Regions from separate parts of the Muntiacus reevesi genome. Here region 2 is linked to region 1. The links are chromatin contacts, called in public Hi-C maps. All regions are on one chromosome and are shown on one strand. Each heading gives the region's core, a stretch centred on a gene start, on an enhancer-like site or on the middle of the called end of the contact. The rest is flanking DNA. Distances are from core to core; before and after follow the strand shown.

Region 1 (6,381 bases), core at 1,462-3,961:
TAAAGGTTAAGAAAAAACTCTTTCCTGAGACACTCAATTTGCTACAAAATAAGTAGTGCTGAGGAATTTTGGCTCTGCTAAACCTCAACAATAATCCTCTGATTGGCTGCCTTAATAGAGAGGGGATAGGAAAAAACCTTCATCAATACAAAACATGTATAGTTTAAACACCAACTCTCTTGCCTAACAGCTGGGCCATGTGGGCACAGCCCAAAGAGCTAGGTCTCTTACTCATGAAATTACTGAGTCATGAAAACAACACTTTCAGTACCCATGTCTTTGAATGTCAAGAACAGCTAATATGTAGGAGCTGCCAGCAAAAATGATTAATGATAATGATGTTGTCAAGTTCTCTCTGGTTTTAGTGATTCTGAGCAGACATAAATGAGCACAAGAGCACCATGAGTGAGGCATCAGTCACCAGAAAAGAAAAAGGAAACCGGAGGTGTCTTACGTGATATACTTGTTATAGAGGATGAAAGCATATTCAATGTTGCCTTCCTCACAGTAAACAGATGCCATTCGGATAATCTCCACTCCAGAGCGGAAGTACCGGCGGGGTGGAATGTCTTCATTTATCTCCACTGTGCTACCCCTTTGGGACAGAGCCCTCACCCGGTCTTCGGGTGGGAGGCTCACATCTCCATGGTCAGACATGAGGACCAAGAAGTCCTGAAACAAATAAACAAAAGATGGCATCAATACCAAGGCCCCTGTCACCTCAGCACAGGTGTTTATCTCAACAAACCTCTACCTTACAAAGAAATTAAGAGAAAAACACCACATGCTGTTGCTCATATTAAAGGTCTCTTTAATAAAGGTCTCTTTCCCACAAGAAGCCTGAGACTCTCAAGAAAGCCCATTTCACAAGGATGAAAGGACTGACAGACTCAGAAACCCATAATGCCTGTGGCATGATTAGGTGGTACAAAGAGTATAACTATAATGAGCCCCAAGGGCTTCAGTTCTCTCTTCATGCTAACCATTCCCTGTCATTAGGTGGCCCAGACCTCGGCACCATGAAGACAGACAGTATCTTGTATTTTTTCCACTATCTCTCCTCCCAGCTACCCACTTCCACCCATCCCAGTATCTGACAGAATACTCAATGACATTTCCTGATGATTGTTAACTGACTTTAAGTTGATCATTTAACCTGAGAGTAACAGACTTTGTCTACAACTTTTCACGCTTTAGCACAAGGTCAGTGAGGGGAAATGGTGTGAGTATGAATATTTATAATCCCGACTCTCCCCATAAAACCACTAGTCCAGTCAATCTACATCATCATCATTTCAGGGTAAGGAATCTAGATCTAGAAAACAGTTTACCCAAATATATCTTCGAAGACTAAGTACTCTTTGAATAACAAAAGGACACAAAGGTAACTTGAAAGGCAAAACCCAAACCAACAACAACAACAAAAACATCCTGGGAGTTTTCCCTCCCTGGGTCTCAGGTTGCAGTCATTCTACAATCTTTCTTGATACTGTTGCTGTTCGAATCAGATTCTTTCTTCCAATCAGATATCACTCTACATCACTTCCAAAAAGATTCTGAGTATTTGATGCATACTCAATTGCAGCACACCCCCCACGCCCGTATTTTTGCCTGGAGAATCCCATGGACAAAGGAGCCTGGTGGGCTGTAGGCTATAGGGTCACAAAGTCAGACATGCCTGAAGCAACACAGCACAACCAGCATGCTGTAGAATACACAAGCTACAGCAGATTTTGGAATTCAAGGCCCTGTGTCAACTGGCCCCATTTGGTCCTTTTAAACCTTACTTTTTGTCCTTTTAAACCTTAATCATTGCCAACAGAGACCTTTTGCTTCAGTCAGGATTCTTATCTGCCCAGAAATCCTCACATTTGTTTCATTTGTCTATCTACTGTTGTTTTCCATTCCAAGCACTCCCTCAAAGATGATTTTCTCCAAGCCAATTCTATCTCCAGGTCACACTTCCTCCACCAAGCTTCTTCTCAAACACCCTAAGGGTACAAAAGTTGTGGGGACTACCAGGGATGCAGAGGCATTCCACCTCTGTGGGAGTCTTTTCAGGGGCTCAAGAAGCCACTAGTAAGTCTAAAACCTCCCCAAGTTGCCTAATTAGTAAACTCAGTGCATCAAAGCTAACTGAAGCAGAAGAAGGTTGTTGCTCTTTGTCACCTCTCGGGAGAGGATCTTTTGGTCGAGAATGAAACCCCTTCCCAAGGCCAGCAAGTGCTGCCCCACACAAGACTGAGCAACACTCCAAAGAGGAGATGTAGCGTCCGAAAACAAGAAGGGAAAGAGGCGGAAAAACCCGAGGCGGGGGAAGATGACTGGGACGCGAAAGGAAGTACCAGGAATGAGCGAAGGGGGCGTTTACAGCGGAGAAGGGTCCACTGACAACTGCTTGAGGCCTTCTCCAAGGCACTCAAGCCCAAGTTGTCAACGCCGGGCAAAATTATTCAAGGTTTTCGCGTCTATCGCGTGCGGTAGGAGGGGACGCGCCGGGCCAAGCTGGGGACCGGAGCCGTCAGGGGCCTCGCGCGTGACAGGCCAGGCAGGGGGCGCAGGGAGGAGAAGGCTGCAGGCCCCACACTCACGGTGGCCGCTCCCCGTCAGACTCCGATTACGCTCGGCACCCGAGCCCCACCACACTGCCGGGACCCTTCCCCACCTGCGCCCCGCGGACGACTCTCGGCGCTTCCGAAAACGTCACGTCCGGCACCCGCCCCGCCCCGCCCCGCCCCCTGCCGCTGGTCTGGGAGTTACAGTCTCCAGAACTTAGGACCCGAGCGGCGACTCGTGGGCGGAGCTAGGGCTGCTACCTGCGGGGGAGAAAACACCAATGAGGAGAGAGCGGGGCCATTTTAGTAAAGGAAAATCAAGCAGCGAAGAAGAGGAAACGGGCACAGGACCCAATGACCAAGCTAGCTTTTCTTTTAGGTTAGTACAGACACAGGGAAAGGCTACACAAGTTGTAATACGACATCCCTTGGGAAAGCTTAAGAAGTATGAAATCAGATAAAATCTGTTGCATAAATCATACATGTATTGAAATTAGCCTGGTAACCTTCATGCTTACCCCATGCCTTTGTGTCCTCCACATTTGTGCAGATGAATTACATGTTTGTGCGTGCGTGCTAAGTCGTTTCAGTCCTGTCCAACTCTGTGCGACCCTATGGACTGGAGCCTGCCAGGCTCCTCTGTCCTTGGGATTCTCCAGGCAAGAATACTGGAGTGGGTTGCCATGCCCTCCTCCAGGGAATCTTCCTGACTTAGGGATCAAACCTGCATCTCTTATGTCTCTTGCATTGGTAGGCAGGTTCTTTAGTACTAGCGCCACCTGGGAAGCACGTGTTATATATTTATGTCAGTCCTAAAAGCTAGGGTATCCTAGTTTTCTGCAGAAAATTCTATGAGCTTTATCAAGATTGATTGCATGTTGAAACCTATTCTACCAGACTAATAATACCCTATTTATATTACAAAGTCACTGGAAAACCAGATGAGCTGTGTCTTTAAAGTTTTTACGCTAAATACACATCCTCGGGTTTTCTCTATGTGGAAATTTGCTTTCCCTAAATTTCCATTCACTTGTTTTTTTTAGAAATTACTCAAATCTCAGCTCTTAATTTCACCTTAATTTTGTTTATTGCCACATTCAGAAAGGTCATGTCGAGTTCTGTTTTAAACCTTTGTAGCCAGAGAGATAGGCCACGTAGGACTCATTGGCTGTTAAGGTCCATCCTGATCAGTGACAAGGTTTTCAGAGGAAGAGTATTTGGAGAACTGAGCAGTCATTCTAGTGGTTTCCACTAGTAGGATCTAAAGGTAAATTTCATTTTGCAAACTTTAGGACACCACTTTAGCCCCTCGAGTTCTTTTTTGATTACTGGCTAAGCCATTAAAATTTTATTGTATTAACTTTTTTTTTCTGGCCATTCAACACAACCTGTGGGATACCAGTTGAACACATGCTCCCTGATTGGAAGCATGGAGTCTTAACCACTGGTCCACCAGTGAAATCCCTAATTTTTTTTTAGCATATATTACAATAAAATTTTATCTGTAAATTTGAAAAGCATTTATTTTGTAACCATTTCCTTTTCAGACTGTAGGACTTTCAAAGCTTCATTAAGAAAAGACCTCTTCAGCATTTCACTAGAAATTTCTAGGTTTTCGTAGATTACCTGACTCTGTTGCTATCATAAAATTTGCAGTTACCATTGCAAAAAGCAGGTGTATATTTGTTTTAGGTTAGCAATATTAGATCTTGGCTGTCGTAGTTTTAGCGTTTAAAACTGTTTCAATATTAAAATGATATTTGAATTTATCCCTTGCTTCAAGGTATAGTATTCAGCTGTATAAACTTTAAAAAATATTAGTAAACTAATTCATGTTCATGTATGGCAGAAACCAACACAATATTGTAAAGCAATTATCCTTCAATTAAAAATAAATTTAAAAAAATATGTCAGTAGACTAAAGCCCAATATGTTTAATATTTGATTATCTAGAAATATTATATCAATATGTATTTGTTCTTTACCACTATATTGTTGTTGTTGTTTAGTTGCTCAGTCATGTCCAATTCTTTGTGACCCCATGGGCTACAGCATGCCAGGCTGCTGTGTCCTTCACTGTCTCCTGGAGTTTGCTCCAACTCGTGTCAACTGAGTTGTTGATGACCACTATATAATATCGATGAACCTGCTTGCTTTGACCACTGCAAAATTGTCAAGAACTTTTCTATTTATCTACACATACTATTTCATAAATGGGTGTGCTTAACAAAGACTAAACTATTTAAAACTGAAATAGAAACCTATTTGCTTTAGGGTCGGATTGTATTACCCAGTAATTGAATGATTTTGTTCTATTGCTGTCTGGAAGAGTACCCACAACTTCTTTAAATTCTAAAAATAGTTGCTATACTAAAAAACATCTTTTGCCTCATTATTTCATTAACTTACATTTTTTAATCTTGTGAAAGAACTACTATTTTAATTTTGAGTAGGGTTTTCCTGCCAGATAGACACTCTAACACACTGACATTAATCGATTATTCAACGAAGGACTGTTGATCTGAAAACCTGGCTAAATTTACCAGGTTTTCTAAATCAGAGAAAAGAAACTCCTGAAAATTTCCATTTGTTTGTGTTACATTCTACACAAAATTGTTGGCCTGAGGTATTAGACAATTGTTTTTTGCCTAGAAGACTAATTTTTAAATGTCACAACATCAATAAAATGTATTGAAAATGAGTGTTTAATCTCTAAGGATCACTGTGCAAAGCAATGGGGACACAAATATCTGTATGACACAGTTCCTACCCTACGACCAGGGCATGGTGTTTATTTGCACCAAATACAGAGTGACACATTCTGTTTGTGGATGTGTATATGTATGAACGTATGCACAGCCTCTTTCCAAAAAGTTCTACAAGCCTACTTGTCATTCTATCTCAGGAGACTGTTTATCACCACTCCAAAACTTTATGCTATGGTTTAAAAGTTTAGCTCTTGATTGCCATACTGAGTGAAGTAAGTCAGACAGAGAAGGAGAAATATCACGTGACATCCTTATGTACGGAATCTGAAAAGAAATTATACAAATGAACTTATTTACAAAACCAACTCACAGACTTTGAGAATGAATATATGGTTGCCGGGGGGAAGAGCTGGGGGAAGGGATAGTTAGGGAGTTTGGGGATTGACATGTACACACTGCTATATTCAAAATGGGTAACCAACAAGGACCTACCATATAGCCCAGGGAACTCTATTCAATGTTATGTGGCAGCCTGGATGGGAGGGGAATTTAAGGGAAACTGGATACATGTACAAGTATTGCTGAGTTCCTTTGCTGTGAAACTAACACAACATTGTTAATTGGCTATGCGCCAATATAAAATAAAAGGTTAAACTTTCTACAAATACTTTAAACCCCAAATTTTGAAAGACTCTCTGCAAGTTTGTTAGTGTGATGATATGACCTATCCTTCAAGGTCTAGCTTAAAGCCCCTGCACAGGTATTGTCTTCTCCACTAGGCCAGCATCCAGATCTCTAATTTCTCCCATTCTCTGTTATGTATATTTTTCTTAAATTTCCCTGGAGTGATTCTGCATAGGCATTGGCTTTTTAGACTTATGGCTGAAAGCGCTTATCAGACTTTTCCCCTTCACAATCATAAATATGCAAGTCGGTGCTAGGATTCCCCTGGAAGTAGGGGGGCAGGTGGTGTTGAAAACCTCTTTTGACATGCTCACAGCTCTATTCCCAGTGCCCAGGACACTTGGGACCCCAGATGATACTCATTGGATGCTCAAATGTTGTTGAAATAAATGCTGTCTTACTGTCCCAGGGACAGGGAAGCCTGGTGGGCTGCC
Region 2 (6,448 bases), core at 1,984-4,483, 570 kb before region 1:
CACACACACACACACACACACATGTAATGAATGTTCTTCAGCTTTAAAAGGGAAAGAGATGTTGACACATACTACAACATGAACACATTTTGAAGACATAAGCCAGACACAAAAGGAAAAATGTTGTATGATTTTATTTATATGGAGTACTTAAAAAAGTAAAATTTATAGAGACAGAAAGTAGAATGCTTGTTACCAGAGACTAGGCTGAGGGGAGAAAGGGGAATTAGCGTCTAATGGATACAGTTTCCATATGGAAAGATGAGAAAATTGTAGAGACGGATACTGGAGATAGTTGCAAAATAAGGTAAATGTACTTAGTGCCACTGAACTGTACACTTAAAAATAGTTAAAATGGTACATTTTATGTATGTTTTACCACAGTAAAAAAATACATGTATACTGTGCCTTTAAAAGCCTTTATATTTTATACCATTTCTTTTTAACCGCAGGGGATAAAGACCATTTCTATTAAAATCATAGCTACATTTAATATTTGGCCCAGATGTATCCTACGATAAACCTGCTCACATATGGAATGTCATATGTACAAGGTGATTCATTGTAGCATCATTTGCAATAGCAAAAATTGGTATCACACTAGAAGAGGGTGGTTAACAAATCACGTTTCCATGCAACAGAGTACTGTGCAGCTCAAAAAATGAATGAGGAAGATCCTCTATTTACTGATTTAGAAAGGTCTCCAGGATATATTGTTAAGTGAAGAAGTAAGGTGCACGTGTATATAGTATGCTGTCTTGCACATAAGAAGTGGGAGGAGTAAGAAATTGAGCAACTTGCTGAGCAATTTGCTAATAGAGAAACTGACACCAAGGGTTAAGTGCAGAGTGCAAGGAGGAAGGAGTGGATAGGGGAGGGGTTGCAGTGAGCTTTCTCAGTGCATACTTTTAATATTGTTTTGCTTTTTTGAATCACACTAGTGCATTATCTATTTAGAATAATAACAAGAAATACTTGCTGTTTATTCATGTCTGACTCTTTGTGACCCCATGGACAGCAGCACATCAGGCTTTCCTGTCCTTCACTATCTCCTGGAGTTTGCTGAAACTCATGTCCACTGAGTCGGTGATGCCATCCAACCATCTCATCCTCTGTCACCCACTTCTCCTTCTGCCTTCAATCTTTCCCAGCATCAGGGACTTTTCCAATGAGTCGGTTCTTCGAGTCAGGTGGCCAAAGTATTGGAGCTTCAGCTTCAGCATCAGTCCTTCCAATGAATATTCAGGGTTGATTTTCTTTAGAATTGACTGGTTTGACCTCCATGCTGTCCAAGGGACTTTCAAGAGTCCTCTCCAGAAATACTTAGACGATGAAATGGGAAAAGAGGGGCAGTAGTGGGGAGATTGCCCAGTTCATCCTTTCTACCATTTACCACCCCCACTTCCACCCCACCAACAATTTTAGGGATTTTTCAGGTTATTTTTCAATCTGAGATTAACTGAGACAAACATAATATTGCAATAGTTACAGTTCAGGCTCTTTACATGAATCCACTCAAACTTACAAACAACCAAATACTGTAGGTTCTATCCTTAACATTCTCATTTTATGAAAGAGGAAACAGAGGTTGGGAGAGGTTAAGTAACCAACCCAAGGTCTGAGACAGTGGGTAAACCGAATTTGAACCCACTATCTATCAGATCCCTGACTCTTCCAACATCCTTGTACAAATGTCTGAACACTTGTTCTATTTTTTTTTTTTTTTTTCATTTCTTTGGCATAATTAGAAGTGTATTCATTGTGTCAGGGAATTTGTACTTTCTAATGTTTTCTTTTTTTTTTTATAACAGATTTTATTGGTTGTTTTGAGGATCAGTACACAGACATTTCAATTTGTACATAATTCTTAACAGTCATACCAAAAATCTAAAAAAATCATGTAGTTTTGATTCTTTTCTGAATAGTTTTTCTACAACTTTACAGCTTAAATTTGGAGGCAAATTTTCCTTAACAGGATATCCAGTACAAGATCAAAAGTTCCACCAGTCACAATTTAAAGTCATACTACATACTCAAATTTTCAGTCCTACACAGCACATTAACAATGTTACTAGGAGAACTGAATTACCACGACTAAAGTTGTTACAGAGTGCACAAAATTCTGACCAGAATAGCCAAGATCAAGCAGTGGTTTGTTGTAGGAAACAATTCTACTAAAAACATGGGAAGAGAAGTAATTTAGTATCCAAGACACTGAATGCACAATTGACTCCAAAGTGCCATTTACTGTGCTTTGTATTATACAGTATAAAAGTTCACCTCAATTTATGGAATGTTAAGCTGACACCCATGACAATCAAAACCTCCCATATTCAATATCCCACTATTTTCTGGTTGAACCAAAAAATAAAGAACCAGCAAATGATTGCACCTCTTAAAAAAAAAAAAAAAAAAAGCACTTACACTTAAAAAGTGGAATGAGGGAGGATTCTTTCTTTTTTAAAAAAAGTGTTTTTAGAGCTGTCAAAAAACTTGCATTTACAAAATAGTTGATAAAAACAATCGTCTGGATTGTACAAGAAGGGAGACGGACCACTGATAGGATAGGGTGTGATATTAATCAGATTTGGCTTCCTCTGCTTGAGAGGCTGGGCTAGCCACTTCGGCTTGTTTTCCCGCTGTTCCCTTTTGTTTGACTTTTCTCTGAAGATTTCTCCTTTCCTGCCGCCTTCTTCGGCTTCGTTTCCACTTTTGCAGGAGCCGATTTAGCTGGCAATCTCGCAGATCTCCACTTGGGCTCTTTCTCAGGCTCCGGGACCGCGGAGCTGACCTTCATCCGGGGAGCCGTGGCGGCCTGGCGGGACGGCGCCAGGTGCCTGCGGGTCGGGGCGCGCGCCGCAAGCCTTCGCGAAGCTGAAGTGCCCAGCCGCTGCCGCACCCCCCGGCCCAAGTGTTTGTTTGTTTGTTTGTTTTTAAGAAAAAACTACCATAGTCTATCATGTAAATTTTCATTATTTTACACTTACCACTATTGTTTGAATTAATAGCCCAGCACTCAAAAGCGTAGCGAGTCTCTGGGGGAACTTGGACCAAAGCAAGAGTCCTCCAGGCCGTCTCTACGTCGTCTACAGTCTGCCGGCAGAGGGCGCTGGCCGCCGCGCGGCCTCCCCCGTGGTCCTCATCGGCTGCCCGTCCAGTACGCACGCGCAAATTTCGCTCCAGGTGTCCAGCTTTGTGCCTGATCGAAGTCTCCCCGGCTGCGCTCAGCGCGCAGGGTTTAACCGGGGCTGGTCTTCCGGGAAGAGTAGCGTGTTCCCCCCGACCCAGAACACCTCTGGGCCTCAGAGACTAGAGGTCCTGGAGTGGGGCTCCAGGGGTCTGGCGGCACGGCGGGCAGCCCGTGCGGGCGGGGTGGGACCCCGCTAAGGCTTGGGCGTCGGTCGCCAGTGGGGCCCGGAGCCGGGCGCGGAGCCCCTGACAGTACAGGTACGGAGGCGGCGACCATGGCAACTGCCTCCTCCCCTGCCGAGTTCGCAAGGCTCTTGGCTGTGGTCTGGGGGCCCGGCGCTCGCCTGGGCGCGGCCGGGAGCCCGGTGTGCCGGGCAGGGGTCGGCAGGGGTGGGCCGCGGTGGGGGTGGGCACCCGCCTGGGTCTGGCCTGGTCTGACCCATGTGAGCTCTTCAGCCTGGCGGGGTCAGAGTGATTGCGTCTCCCAGTTCTTCCGGAACTGCAGGGGTTCCCCTCCTTTCCTGGGAACGTGCAAGGCACCCCTGAACCTATTCCAAGCTACAGGTTTCCAGTGGGGCACATGGTTGAAAAGTTGTGTCAAACAGAAAAAAGAAAATAGAGGACTAAAGCTGGAGGCCGATATGCGTTTGGTGTGTCTGTCTCCCATTCCTGGGGTCCGCCTTAACTGGCAGGGTGACTCTTGAGCAGTCATGTTGCGCATCCCTCACTAAATCACACAGATGAGGAGTTCCGCTGTTTTTAAAGAGACGGTGATTTAGAAATTTACCGTCTTTTGTTACGGTGTGGAGACCAGCAAGCTCATCTTGACCCCTTGGCAGTCCAGTATGCTTAAAGCACTGAGTCAGGGAACAATGAGGCGAAGGTTGACGTCCTTTACCTAGATTACGGCCGAAGCCCATGGCACGGGGCTGTTAACGATAGTAGTAGATGATGACTTTTTTCCCAAAAGGCTTTTTGTGCTCAAATATGTTTAGAAACTTCATGGTTCAAATTTTCTCTTCCCAGGTGGCGCTAGTGGTAAAGAACTCCCCTACCAATGCTGGAGACAGGTTCTATCCTTGGGTGGGGCAGATCCTGTGGAGGAGGGCATGGCAACCCACTCCAGTATCTTGCCTGGAGAATCTCATAGACAGAGGAGTCTGGCAGGCTTATAGTCCGTGGAGTCACAAAAGAGTCCGGCTTAAATGAAGGAACTTAGCATGCAGCATGAGTATGTTTAGAAACTTCAGCTTTCAATATGCTGATAGCATTTTTACCAAGAATTTCCCACTGGAAGTATAGTATGGAGTTTCCCAAATTTGGGTGGAAAATGCTGTTTTTCTTGGGTATAGCCTCTTTAGCATATAAGACAATTTGGGAAATGGAGTTCCAGAATTGGAAACTCAAGATTTGGAAGGGGCAGTTTAGGTCAGTGCTTTTTGAACTTGAATGGTGCGTACTTCTAGGGGTCTTGTTAAAGTACGTGCTTTGGTTGGTTCTACATTTTAAACAAGTTCTTAGGTGATGCTGATGGTCCATGGACCACATACACTTTGAGTACAAGGGTGTAGGTCTCTGGGTTGAAAGAGACCATGTTCTATTCCTTGCCCTCCAGAACAAGCTGTGCTGCCTTGAATAATCTCTTCCCCTGTCTGGCCTATAAAATAGGAGACTGGACTAGAAGAGCGCTACTGTTTCTTTCAGACCTTGTGATAGTTGAATTCCTTCTAAAATATTCTTGCCCAATGGCCAGTTTGGGCTTGAACATTTCTAGTAATGGGGAATTTACTGCATGTAAGGCATCCCGTTTCATCACGAGATAGCTCAATACAGAAGTTTTTCATGTTGCTAAAATACATCTCTATAACTTCCATCTTGTTGATCCTAGCTTATCTTTTAGAATCAAAGAAATAAAAAATATAATCCTCTTTAAAAGATGAGCCTTGGGAATTCCCTGGCAGTCCAGTGGTTAGGACCGTTCTTTCACTGCCAAGGGTCAGATTCAATCCCTGCTCAGGGAACTAAGATCCCACAAGCTGTGTGGCATGGCCAAAAAAAAAAAAAAAAAAAAGATTCTTAAAGTGTGAGATGACAGTGTGTCTACTATGTTTTCCCCAAACTGAATTGTCCTTTATTCTTCCCTGGCATTGTTTCAGATTCCTGTCTCTTAAAATCTCTTCCTCCTGGGTGGAGGGTAGTGGGCTTGTAGCAGGACTTTGAAGGACGAGTGGGACTTGCAGAACCAGGGGAGGCATCCTAAGCATTTGACAGTGGTGCGGAGATGACACTGCGTATGTCAGATCCAGAACAGTTTGACTCAAGCAAGAAATGTTATGTCACTGAAAGATTTGGGGCAAAGCAATATTTTAGAGTGTGTAGGAGTCCTCCTGTAGTGTATAATGTGGTTGGAAATGAGGAAGGAGAGAGGCAGGGAGCCAGATAGACTTCACATACCAGTAAAGATGGCCTGGGATGATGATAATAGTAATGCCTTCTGTTTATGTAACACTTTACAGAACTTTTCACAGACAACCTTTCCTGCAAGGTAGGCAACCCTGTTTTATAGACAAGGCACCAAAGAGGGTAAACGATTTGTCTTAATTCTCAAAGCTATTACATGGCAGACCAAAGTGATGGTGGTGGTAGCGGAGGAGAAAGGAAGAATGCAAGAGACAATACTGAGAAAGAATTGATAAGTTGGGCCTGACTGAACATGAGAGTGCAGAGGAAAAGAAGTTGTTAGGGAGGAGTCAAAATAGTTGGGAAAATCATAGTACATGACTGATGACTGCCATAGCTTGTACTCTGACAGATCTGACATTGTTAGTAGCTCTTTGGAGTTATAGGTCAGAAGGTATTGTAGAGCATTCCTAGGTTTAACCTGTCTACAGATACCAGGTGGTGTGTGGGGGCTTGGGTTATCTGTCCCATGCCAAGGGAAACGAGAACAGGGTATTCAGTGTCCCCTGATAAGGTAGGTGTTGAGCAGTTGACTGATTCAAGTCTATCTTAGGGTCCTTGCCATCCTGAAGTCTCTGGATTTGGTTTTACATAATTTTTCTTTCGAAGTTCCAGCTCATATTGGTTGTACTTGGCTGACAAATTGGTTATCCAGTCTGACCTCCCTAAGTTCTGACGTATCCACTGAGGGCTGGACCCTTGTCACTCCTAAAACCTTACTAAAGTTATTTTCCCAGATCTACACTTCCTCTAGAGTCTAGGGGTCTTTCTTTCTCTTGTCCTTTTACCTTAGAAGCAT

What was found. Hi-C and Micro-C count contacts between places; a contact is called where the count stands out from the background.
Region 2: a contact with region 1 is called in a Hi-C map of muscle, with 6 times the contacts expected there. The contact joins the promoter of DCTN1 here to the promoter of STAMBP in region 1. A contact is called at or near these places in 2 of 3 Hi-C or Micro-C datasets (blood and muscle).

The regions. Positions count from the first base shown.
Region 1 is chr3:90,958,330-90,964,710 of mMunRee1.1, reverse strand. STAMBP (STAM binding protein) reads right to left here and starts at 2,711. Exons shown (of 10, transcript XM_065929570.1): 1 at 2,666-2,711; 2 at 455-672. The coding sequence starts at 657.
Region 2 is chr3:91,528,807-91,535,254 of mMunRee1.1, reverse strand. It overlaps DCTN1 (dynactin subunit 1), which reads left to right and starts at 3,233. Exons shown (of 30, transcript XM_065929593.1): 1 at 3,233-3,447.